Regions from separate parts of the Mus musculus genome. Here all the other regions are linked to region 2. Evidence: chromatin contacts called from public Hi-C and HiChIP or PLAC-seq data. All regions are on one chromosome and are shown on one strand. Each heading gives the region's core, a stretch centred on a gene start, on an enhancer-like site or on the middle of the called end of the contact. The rest is flanking DNA. Distances are from core to core; before and after follow the strand shown.

What was found. Hi-C and Micro-C count contacts between places; a contact is called where the count stands out from the background. HiChIP or PLAC-seq counts read pairs in DNA pulled down with a chosen protein or histone mark.
Region 1: a contact with region 2 is called in a Hi-C map of embryonic stem cells, with 2.8 times the contacts expected there. The contact joins the enhancer-like site here to the promoter of Prickle1 in region 2. A contact is called at or near these places in 1 of 39 promoter capture datasets (pre-B cells) and 1 of 484 Hi-C or Micro-C datasets (embryonic stem cells).
Region 3: a contact with region 2 is called in an H3K4me3 HiChIP or PLAC-seq map of the SCID.adh cell line, with 8 read pairs. The contact joins the enhancer-like site here to the promoter of Prickle1 in region 2. A contact is called at or near these places in 8 of 39 promoter capture datasets (the 3T3-L1 cell line, 3T3-L1-derived adipocytes, HPC-7-derived erythroid cells and 4 more), 2 of 484 Hi-C or Micro-C datasets (embryonic fibroblasts and nephron progenitors) and 9 of 115 datasets of contacts at active chromatin or transcription factors (the SCID.adh cell line, T-cell acute lymphoblastic leukemia, astrocytes and 6 more).
Region 4: a contact with region 2 is called in an H3K4me3 HiChIP or PLAC-seq map of the SCID.adh cell line, with 11 read pairs. The contact joins the enhancer-like site here to the promoter of Prickle1 in region 2. A contact is called at or near these places in 13 of 39 promoter capture datasets (3T3-L1-derived adipocytes, the HPC-7 cell line, the SN4741 cell line and 10 more), 1 of 15 datasets of contacts at CTCF or cohesin (the NIH/3T3 cell line), 1 of 484 Hi-C or Micro-C datasets (uterus) and 15 of 115 datasets of contacts at active chromatin or transcription factors (the SCID.adh cell line, cardiomyocytes, craniofacial prominence and 11 more).

Annotation. Positions count from the first base shown.
Region 1 is chr15:93,004,744-93,007,443 of GRCm38.p6, reverse strand. It overlaps Gm30085 (a long non-coding RNA gene), which reads right to left. Exons shown (of 6, transcript XR_384349.4): 3 at 344-491. Among named protein-coding and RNA genes, the nearest start is that of Gm30085, 4.6 kb to the right of the region's middle. Within about 2 kb of position 1,278, at least 62 of the 459 cell types and tissues checked have an H3K27ac peak or open chromatin away from gene starts, as enhancers often do. A contact at or near this core is called in embryonic stem cells, where this site is marked.
Region 2 is chr15:93,594,616-93,597,315 of GRCm38.p6, reverse strand. It overlaps Prickle1 (prickle planar cell polarity protein 1), which reads left to right and starts at 1,414. Exons shown (of 8, transcript NM_001033217.5): 1 at 1,414-1,622.
Region 3 is chr15:94,114,276-94,116,975 of GRCm38.p6, reverse strand. No RefSeq gene overlaps it. Among named protein-coding and RNA genes, the nearest start is that of Gm30665, 7.5 kb to the right of the region's middle. Within about 2 kb of position 1,330, at least 2 of the 459 cell types and tissues checked have an H3K27ac peak or open chromatin away from gene starts, as enhancers often do. A contact at or near this core is called in the SCID.adh cell line, where this site is marked.
Region 4 is chr15:94,172,819-94,175,518 of GRCm38.p6, reverse strand. No RefSeq gene overlaps it. Among named protein-coding and RNA genes, the nearest start is that of Gm41388, 36 kb to the right of the region's middle. Within about 2 kb of position 1,263, at least 8 of the 459 cell types and tissues checked have an H3K27ac peak or open chromatin away from gene starts, as enhancers often do. A contact at or near this core is called in the SCID.adh cell line and embryonic limb bud, where this site is marked.

The DNA of each region.
Region 1 (2,700 bases), core at 29-2,528, 590 kb after region 2:
TTCATTATTCTGAAAGAGTACACTATAACATCGGTTTGCACCGCATTTACATCACACCAAGCATTTAATTATAAGAAATCTGGAGATTATTTTAATTAAAAGGGATATTTGCAGGGTATATGCAAATTCTAGACCACCTGATATAAAACAGCTGCATGTCCTCTGATTTTGGTGTGTTTGAGATGGAGATGGAGAACACCTTGGTACCAATTCTGGGAGCCAAAGGAGGACTGTGGAGCTCTTCCTCTGGACATTCCCCGAAGTGTAAGTCTCAGCAGAGGATTGCTTGATAACCCACAGTGGCATTCAGGGAGCCTGAACCCAGAAGGTCCTGGGTACTTACCACCTTCACCTTAGCTCCTACTCGAAGCATCTGGAAATAGGGACAGCATCCTCTCTTGTCTGAGTATATCACTCACGTGGCATCTAGTTGGCATGTACATTCAGTGTGTAGGTTGGTTGAGGAAGGGTGGGATTGCACATGTGTTTCTCTGAAAATATATAAAGGGTTTGTCAGGAAAAGGTCGCGTCTTACTCAGAAGGTATGTAATATTGTCAGGGCAGCGGAAATTTATTTCAATGGGTTTGGAGGGTTGAAGCTCATTATGGTTCTGTTAGATGTGGTCGTTTCTGAGGCTCCCCTCTGTTGTCTTACAGATGGCCACCTCCTCTTTGTGTCTCACATGGTCCCTTTTCTGTAGTGTATGCGTGCGTTTGTATGTGTGTGTATGTGTAGTGTAGGTCCATCTACACTTCCTGACTACCAGAATCAGTCAGATCAGACATGGACCCACTCATAGGACCCCACTCAACCTTTGTTCTCTTAGGTCCTGTTTCTAAGTCACATTCGGGAGATAGTAGGAGCTTCAGCATATGAGGTTTAAGAGTCTTGGGATCAGTACTGCAAAGGGCCATTCAGATTGTTCTAGTCTGAACTTTTCATTAGCATAGGCCAACAGGTAGCATAGGCCAACAGGCTTTTTTGGTTGTTTGTTTAATAACAGCCTTCTGCCTTTTTTTATTTTTCTGTGTAAGGAGCCCACTCTCTTCAGGAGAGCTGTTGTTACCAGTGGCTTTGCACATGCATATTACATCCCCTAGACTTGCCCCCAGCACACCCGCCTCCTTTCAGAGGAAGGCACAGAGGAAACAAGCAGGTGCTCTTTCCGATGAAACTGTGAGCATCAAGGACATGTGTTGGGCCCTATGTGGCCCTGGTTTGGGCCTTGAGGACAAACCCGAGCCTGGCTCAGTCACTTCCGTACTGGAGTGACTCAGCACGACCTGCTTGAGCCTGCCTTTGCCTAGCTACTGCTGACAGAATAACTTTGTTGGCTTTGTCAGTCACCCCACACCCTTCATCACCATTCCCCTCCCCCTACATCATCTCACCTCAGCAAAAAACCCCACCTCCTCTCTCAGCCCTTTATAAACAAAAGATTGATACAATTAAACAAAAGCAGGGGGTTCCTGCTTTGACAGACTCCGGGCTGGCTGTTTTAGGGTGGTGGTTCTCCAGAAGGCAGGAGATCCGGCTGCGACATTCACCATCTTGCTTCAGCCCCTGGCTGGACTGGGCTCTCTCCTCTCAGCCTGCCGGCAGACATGTGAGCCAGGCCAGGGCCTCTCAAGGACATGATAAGGGAGCCAGTGCAGTGATAGTGTATTTTGTTGATAGGGTTCAAGTTGGAGGGGAAAACCCTGACAGAATGAAGCCCAGATTTCTCAGGCATGGATTTCCTGTACTCTTAGGGGCTGAATTGGTATTCTGTCTAAAGTGTGTATGTTCTCTTAATCTACAACCATTTCCCTTCCGGTAAAAATGAAATATGCAAAGACCCACACTGGAGGGCCCTGGACTTGGGTAGCTTGCCCTTTTGACATTTTAAAAAAAGATTTATTTATTATTATTGTATGTATATGAGTACACTGTAGCTGTACAGATGGTTGTGAACCTTCATGTGGTTGATGGGAATTGAATTTTAGGACCTCTGCTCTCTTTGGTCCGCTTGCTCGCTCAGTCCCTGCTCGATCTACCCTAAAGATTTATATATTGTATGTAAACACACTGTAGCTGTCTTCAGACGTACCAGAAGGGGGCGTCAGATCTCAATATGGATGGTTGTGAGCCACCATGTGGTTGCTAGGATTTGAACTCAGGACTTTTGGAAGAGCAGTCAGTGCTCTTATCTGCTGAGCCATCTCACCAGCTCCCTTCTGACTCTTTTTAAATACCTCATAACACCATTCCCTGCCCACTGTGGCTCAGTGTCCTTAACTGACGCAGAATGTATGACTGCAGAGATAGTCCTTGCCATGAGGCCTGATGACCTGAGTTAACATCCACGAAACCCACCAAAAAGTGGAAGGAGAGAATTAATTCCTGTTCACAGACAGATAGACAGACAGACACTCACACACACACACTACATTTTAAAAATGGGTGCATTTGAGACTACATTTAAATATTCTATTTTGGCTCTCTTAAAGAAATAGCAAATATGATTATACAATGGACAAGATTATGTTCCTAACATTGCAGAAAATGATCGCAGTGTGGTCCTTCTAAGGATAGGTTAAGCTAATTTTAATGCTGGGTAGGCCGATTCTGCATCCATCGCAGGGAGATGGTTTAATCAGGCTGGGCCAGGCTGTTTACTCTGTGTACTCAATGCAAATCACCTACAGTACCCACGCCTT
Region 2 (2,700 bases), core at 165-2,664:
TATAGCTTAAAAGAAGTATTTGTACGGACAAGATGAAGAGATACAACTTTAAAGGCCAAGGCCAAGGAAATGCTGAGGAGCGAAAAGGCTTGGGTCACGAGGGAGAGGGTTTCAATAGCAGCAGCCTGTGCCAGTCAGTAGCATCCAGGATGTTAACCGACTGAGGAGTAAGAGGTGAGGAAAACAGACTCTAGCTTTGGAGCTCCCTCGTTTGACTTTAGTTATCGTCACTTTACATCTTCGTAATCCATTGGCTTCATTTTTAACGAAGCTCTCTTTGCTTCGCCACCAAAGAAATGGAAAATGCTTGCTACCAGAGAAAGTCCTAAAATGGTCGGTCAGCTTTGGTTATCCTCAAAGAGATACAAATCCATCAATCAAGGTCATCCTCTCTACTCGCAACACTCAAAGCCTTCTCGTCCTGGAGGATGCTTCTTTCAGCATCTTGGAAGGTTTAGAAGACATAGGGAGGTCCACAAAGGTCCAGCTTTGTAGGGACACATGTCAAGTTGTCATTACCAGCTGCAGTGGGCTCTGCCCTCTGAGATATGGGATCATAGTGTCCATTCCACAGATCCGGGAGTAGAGAAGGTAAGAGGATAAGGTTTAAGGGGCCCTGCAAATGTCAGGGCAGAACTTTGAAACAGCCAGAGTCCCTGTTGACCGTGGGCGACTGAGCCTGACAGCCCAGCCCAGCCCAGCCCTGGGAACCGGGTACAGTGAAAACACGGAGAGTGGCTTGGTCAATGAAAAATTATCCTCATGGTGGAATGAAGGCTTTGGACCCTGCATCTAGTGCACCCTGCTAACTTGGTCCTGGCCCCAGACACCGCGGTCCTCGAGGGTCCTCAGCTGTAACCCTCAGGCTTTTTCCTTGAAACGATCACTTTGGCCTTCCTGATCTGAAATCTCACCCCTTGGCTGTGGAGCTGACTTAAGTAAGGCCAGTCTGGGGAATTACACAAAATAGGATCGAGTCCAGGTGGGTTTATCAGAGGCGAGAGCTCCGGAAGGAATTCAGAGTTTAATTAACTCGTGCCCTCTGTACACGCCCCCAAAGGAAAGGGAACCCTAATAGGGACCCCATCAAAGTGTTTGATCAGAGGAAATTGGGTTCGCCTTTTCCTCTCCTTCACCTTTCCTATCTGGCAATCAATCCATCTGGATTATTGGCTGAACCTGGGCAACAGCATTAAAAAGGGCACAGAATCGGAGGCGGGGCGGGGCGGAGACTGGCGGGCCTGCAGACCGCAGCCCGGCCGGTGCTGCCTCGCGGGAGGGATCGCGGCCCCGCACTGTGCGCGTGGGCGCGCAGAGCCGCCTGGATCCCCTGCGTCCGCGCTCCGGGATTTCGCTGGCGCCGGCGCGACGGCCGGGGGCGGGTGCTCTGCAGCGGCCGGGACTGGAGCGCGCACTCCGCCTGCAGCCGAGCAGCGGCCCGGGAGCCGCCACCACCTTGCAAGCCCCGCGCCGCCTGCGCTGACCTGGACCGCGCGGCCGCAGCGCTACGGGCCCGGCTGCGGACGCTCCCGGGGCTGCGCACGCGGGAGCGCGCCTGACGCGGAGGACCGCAGCTCTCAACGCCACCGCCGAGGACCGCGCGGCCGCCTCTCGCGCGTGGGGTGAGTGGCGAGGGGCGCCGCGGCTCGGGCCGCGTTGTCACGGCGCGGGGTGGGACGTCCGGCGGTTTGGGAGCGCGGGGACCGCACGAGAAGAGCTGCTGGGCTGTGGCTGCCTAGAGGCTGGGCACACGGCCCCCTCGTGCTGCGTGGCAGCCAGGTTCCCCCTGCGCCGAGGCCAGCTGCATGGCCCGGAGCCCGGCCACGCGAGATCGGGGAGGCGAGGGTGAGTGGCTGAGGATCGCCTGTCACCTACTGGCGTCGGCGGGGAGACTAGGCGCCTAGCGTGCCCGGGAAGGGCTGCCTGCCCTGGAGAGGCAGCCGCAGCCTGCCCTCGGTGGAGACCCCTGCTCTGCACGCAGCTCGCCCGTGGGAGAGGAGGGGAGCCGCGACGTCCTCCCTTCTGGCAGAAAAAGTTGAAGAAACTAGGTCTGTTAATAATTAGCAGGAGCGGGACTCGGGATGCAGCAGAAAGCTGTTGAGTTTTCATTGCCCTCTAAGAAAAACAAACGGCATCGCCAACGACTATTGGCAGGGCCGTGTTATTTTTGGGACTTTGGGAAAATTGTCCACAGATTGCGTTCGGGAGACTGAAGACGGGGGGTGTACCCGGGAGGTCGTGGGGACGGCTGGCACAGCTTTGAGTCCCAGCCCGCCCCTGTAGGACTCAGAGTCTTAAGCCTGACGCACTTGGTTCCTGGTTTTAAAACGTGTCAGAGGCAGAACTGCAGCCAGGATCAAGGAGAAGAACGCACCGCGAACCGGCCTAAAAGGAGCATGTGTAAAAATCGCTGGCGGAGCCCAAGTGCACTTGTGCTGTTTAAAAAAAAAAAAAAAAAAAAAAAAAAAAAAAAAAAAAAAAAAAAAAAAAAAGAATGTTGCATTTGTGGCTTTTAGGGTAGGTTTTATGAATGACAAATTATACTTGATGAAATTGTATCTCCTATCTGTCCCTGAACAGTTCTGTCTGCCGCCTGGTTTTAATCAGCGCTTTGGGAAGGCAGTGTCTGCGCTGATGTTATATAATTGACATGGTTCGCCATCAGATATTTTTAATGTACTTTCGGACGAAAGAAACTTC
Region 3 (2,700 bases), core at 81-2,580, 520 kb before region 2:
GACATACCTATTTTGGGAGAAGTGGGCACTTCTCATCACAGGCTACAGCTCAGATGAACCCTGAGATAAGCCCAATGGTCAAAATATAAGTGCTTCTATTTTGTGAGGTAATTTAAAGTAGACACAGGAAATAGAGGAGTGGCTACAAGGATGGGGGAGGAGAGAGAGGGGAAATTGTGCATTGGGTGTAGATTTTTTGCTTTTTGGAAGAAAAGCAAAGCTCTGTGCATCCAATAGCATCAACATAGTCAACGCCACTAAAGCGGAAACCTTGAAAAGTTTAGGTAGTAAATTTATATGTCATTTTTTTATGCCTCCCCAAACTGTGAACTTAGTGATATGAAGTTTCTTATAAATATTTTAGTGGGATTTCTTTAAAAAATATATTTACCCTTCATATTTCCAATTGTGCAATATAAAGGAAGAACGATGCTTTCTATTAAACACATAAATCAACAGGATGTGAGTTGGGCAGTACAGACGCAACATCTACAACGCGAAAATCTGAAATCCCAACTGTTCTGCTTCCCATTATTTAAATGCCGTCATAATGCCTCAAGTGAAATGTGGGGCTGCCAAAGGCAGCCTGCTTTGGTTGAATGAGGGTTGCTCCAGTGACCCAGTAGGAAATTTCACAAGGGACTGAACAATGAGCCACGTTCCAGAGACAGGTGCCTAATACCACAGAGTCCCCAAACCCATAATTCTGTGACTATAAGTCACACAGACAATGTTCCAAGCTTTTGGCATTCTGGCTAGACTCACCCCCACAGTTACCTGACTATAGCCAGGTGTGCTCCTAGCAACAGCAAGGTAGCTCAGCCCACTTTAAAAGGGGCTGCTTGGCCCCTCCTTACTCTCTTTAAGCTCTCACCTTTCTTACTCTCATCTCTAGTCCCCCTTCTCTCTCTCCCTTCCCCCTCTCTCCACTTGGCTATGGCCGGTCTCCCTCTTTCTACCTTCCCTCTTTCTCTCTGCCTTTCTACAATAAAGCTCTAAAACCAGAGACTGTCTCTGTTCATCAAGGCCCACCGTGCTTGAAAGATGAGATAGGCTTTCCCCTAACGAGCTGTGTCTTAACCTGCTGGAAGGCCTTCCTGTGCTCCAGCCGTGGCAACTACCCAGCATCCCCTGTCTCCCTGCCCTCTCTTCCCTTCTGCCCCAGGGCTGACAGAGCCACCCGTCCCCCAGGGTCCCCATTTTGTTCTCAGCTCTTCCCCGGTGTCTAGCAGTGTCTGGGGTGCCCGAGACTGAGAACCTGTTATCTCTGGCCTCCCTGAGGCTCAGAGACCTCGGACTGCCCCTTGTTCACCCACATGGGCTGGGTCCATAGCTTCCCACAGACACCCACCCGGGGCCATGTGGAAAGAATGTGGCAGTCCTCTTGCATCCACCTGCCCAGAGTACCAGAACTCTGGTGGGACTTCGGTTTTCTCCCACTCCCTTTATTCCCCCATGCCCACTGCCCCACAGTGAAACGCTTTACACCTGCCAGTATGACGCAACCTTTCATAAACAACAAAACTATTTGAAAACATTAGGTATGATCAGGGTCAGGCCATGCATTTGAAACACAAATGAATTTGTTCTTAGAGTTGAATACTGCCCCTAAAGTTGTTCATTATGGATATGCCAGTGTTACAAGTCCTGAGCCTGAAACACTTCCCGCCCTAAGTACTTCAGATAAAAAATGCTCTACCTGCGTACATTAGCTTGTACGAATGTTCATTAAATATGGCTTTGTTTTCTCCTCTCCTCCTCTCCTTCTCTTCCTCCCTTTCTTCCTTTGCTATCCCTTTCAGTCCTCTAGTTCCTCTGTGTCCTCTTCTCCTTGCCCTGACTCAGCTGCCACTCACTGAAAGCATGCCTACCTTCCTCTCCTCTTCCCTTAACTTCCACGATGGCAACACAGACATACGTCCTTAAAAAAGGCTACCTTTAGTCTACTTGTCCTCAATCCAAACATCAGCTCTTCCCACATGTGATTGAACAATCAGTTCAACCCTGCATTATAGATGATATTGTCTTATACTTTTGCTCAGTTTTAATGCCACAATTTTGTTATTGACAAGATTTTTCAATTCTTGGTATTTTCCTTATGTATCAGACATTTTCTGATACAAAAGAAATAGTTCCTGTGTATAGTTATGTCTTTAGGAATCTCTTCTTTTTCCAATATTCAAAACAACATCCTTGGACCATCATTGACATAAGGCATGACCTGAGACTGACCTCTGGGTTTCCATTCTAGTCTATTGCACTGTCTCTGTCTTCATCTTCACTAAAGCATGTAACAACTAATCTAAGAGGTTATTGTTCTTAGGAAACTGTTTTTCTGCCTACTTCTGAGTTATGTTGTCCACTTTTGATAAGTTACAGTTGTCCTATACTGTTTGAACACATGAACATTTATGTTTGTACCCTTATTGGAATTCTTAGTGCTTCCCAAATCTAGGGATTTGTGATTTTAATCATTTCTGAATATTTTACTTCAAATATTTATTTTCTTACATTTATTTCCCTTTCGAACATCCCTCTCTTTTCCATGTTGTAAAACCTTCCCTTCTCTGAACAATTTCTTGTGTTCATCTCTTTCATTTACATTCAGTTATTGTTAAGCCCTTAACTGTGTTTTATTTAATTAGATACTTTTACTCATAAGATCTTCATTGGGTTCCTCTGTGGTTTTTCCTGCTTACT
Region 4 (2,700 bases), core at 14-2,513, 580 kb before region 2:
TTTTTCATACAACTTAAGACACAGCGGTGCTCAACCTTCCCAATGCTGAGACCCTTTAATACAGTTCCTTGAGTTGCTATTCTCAACTATAAAATTATTTTTGTTGCTACTTCTACTTTGTATTTGCCACTGTTATGAATTGTAATGTAATTACCTGTGTTTTCCAATGGTCTTAAGCGATTTCTGTGAAAGGGCTGTTCAATGGCCCCCACCCGCAAAATGAATGGTCACCATGGGTTGAGAACCACTGGCCTAAGGTATCCTTAATACTTCATGAATACCTCAGAAAGAACAAATTGCAATAGTGTCTTCAGCTTTTAGCTAAGGCAAAAATAAGGGTGAGTCTGTTTCTCAGTGGTACAGTGTGCTGGATACAGCAACACCTTCAAAATGTTTTATATTCTGTGCATTATTGGCTGGGATCATCTGTTGTGCTATAGAGCATCAGAAATTGATCCTCTCCAGCTGTGCCTTGCCTTCCATGATTTGCCTTCTTAGCATCCTCTATATCTTGGAGACTTTCTGCCCTTATAGTGGCTTCTGTCCCACTCTCTGATTTTGTGGTCAACTATGGTAGCTTCCACAGATGAATGAGAAGAAATGACTGTGGTCATCCATGAGTAAATAATTTCACATACATAAAGAAAACTAAGGGTTCCCGGTAAATTAAAGTGGTGATATGTAAGGGGAAGAATACTAGTTAAACTTATTACTAAACATTATTTCCATTTAATGAAAGCCAGATCCAAAAAGCCAGTACAAGTATTATACTTCTAAGACTCAAACACGAAAAGACCCCACCAGTTGAATTAGAAGCTGTAGAACTCCCAGAAGTAAATAAGAAGTCAAAGTAGATATTGTAGGAGGCAGTTAAACACCAAAGATTGCTCTTGCTGCCCCCAAGGGTCTCAGCAGAGCTAAGAAGAACTGAACTTCTACATTGGTGGCTGGAGGGCAAAGAGGACACATAAGAAGGTCTTTGGCCTTCAATGATCAGGATTCTAGCTGGAGACCTCCATAGAGCCAGGCCCCAAGGTGCAAGGCAGCTCACCTCAGAAATAAACCAACTGTCCAGAAGACAGAGTGAGGAAAATCACACTCTTAGATGTAAAAGCTGCCAAGAGAATAATAAAAGCTCTCTTAGAATTCACAGCCAGAAGGCAGCCTTCAAATGGGTTTATGACCTGCATTAATTAATACCACCTGTGTGGTCTGTGCTCTCCGGTTTGAACTTCACTTCAGAGTCATTTTGGTTTGGGCAAGAGCCAATTACCAGAAGCAAAAGGAACTGCCGTATGGAGGAATAGGCAGGCTCTGTAAGGTTTAAGCAGCTCTAAGAAGTGACTCGTTTACACCCTCCAAATCACAAAACACACAAGGAAATGTCCGTGCGAACGGAGCAACAGGAACAGGAAAAGAAGAGCGAGGAGATGGGCCAATGGGTAAAGCAGTGACCCCCAGCACCTACATAATAAGCTGGTCGTATGGGACTGGCATCTGTAACCCTAGCACTGGGCTAGTAGGTGGCAGGTAGACTCAAGAAGATCCCAGGGGCTCCCTGACTGGCTAGGCAGTCTAGTGTAAAAGGCAATCCTCAGGCTCAGAGAGAGATCATGAGTCAGAAAACTAGAGGGAGAACCATCAAGGAAGACATTCCAAACCAACCTCCGGCCTCCACATGCACGCGTGTGGGGTAATTGCACCCCAACACATGCATGCATCTGTGCATACACCACCCTCACAAAAAGAAAGAAAAAATGAAAGTGTGTCTGGCAAAGTGCTCAAATAACAAATATTGAAGAACTGGGACAAATTTACTTAATGGGATGAAAGGAATGGTGATGGTTTGAAGGAGGTGCCCTGCCCCCTTAAGTCTTAGGCATTCGAATACTTGGTCCTCAGTTGGTGTCTGCTTGGAGAGGACTAGGAAGTGTGGGCTTGCTGGAGGAGGCATGCCACTGGGGCATGCTTTGTGGTTTCAAAAGACTACTGCCATTTTGAGTGAGTTCTTCCTTGGCGTGCTGTTTATTGTTTGAAATATGAGCTCTCAGCAGATGTAGCCGCTGCCTGCAACCTACTATCTCCTCTCAGCCATCATGAACTCTGGAACCATTGTGGTGTTTTATAAAAAAAATAAAAAAGAAGACGGGTATGTTTGGTGGATGTGCAGTATGGTGTGGGGGAAGGGGGTTTCTCTGAAGGCCCATACTCAGGCATCTCTTCCCCCTGAGGTACCAGCCACACAATGGGTGTAGTATAGAATAGAGTTTGTTTACGGCATGGGGAAGGGAGTTGAGGGAGTAGAGAAAGAGACAGGCAGAGAGAGAGAGAGAGACACAGAGAGAGAGAGAGGCCATGAGCATGTGTGTTGGGGGAGCAAGGGATAGAGAGGGAAGAGGGTAAAAGGAGAGCAAGAGAGTGAAGGGGCCAGCAGCCCCTTTCATAGTGAGTTAGGCACATCTGTGAGGTAGAGCCTAGACTAAATGCCAACAACCATAGCCCCAAATAAAATCTTCCTTCTCTAAGTTTCCTTGGTCATGGTATCTTTCCACAACAATAGAAAAGTAATTTGTACAGAATCTAAACGGAACTTTGCAGAGGTGAGCAAAATAAAGACAGAAATAAAGCCAAGAAATTTTCGGGGGAAAAGGGCAAAAACATTTAAGAATTTATACTGGTAAAATAATTTCATTGACAAAG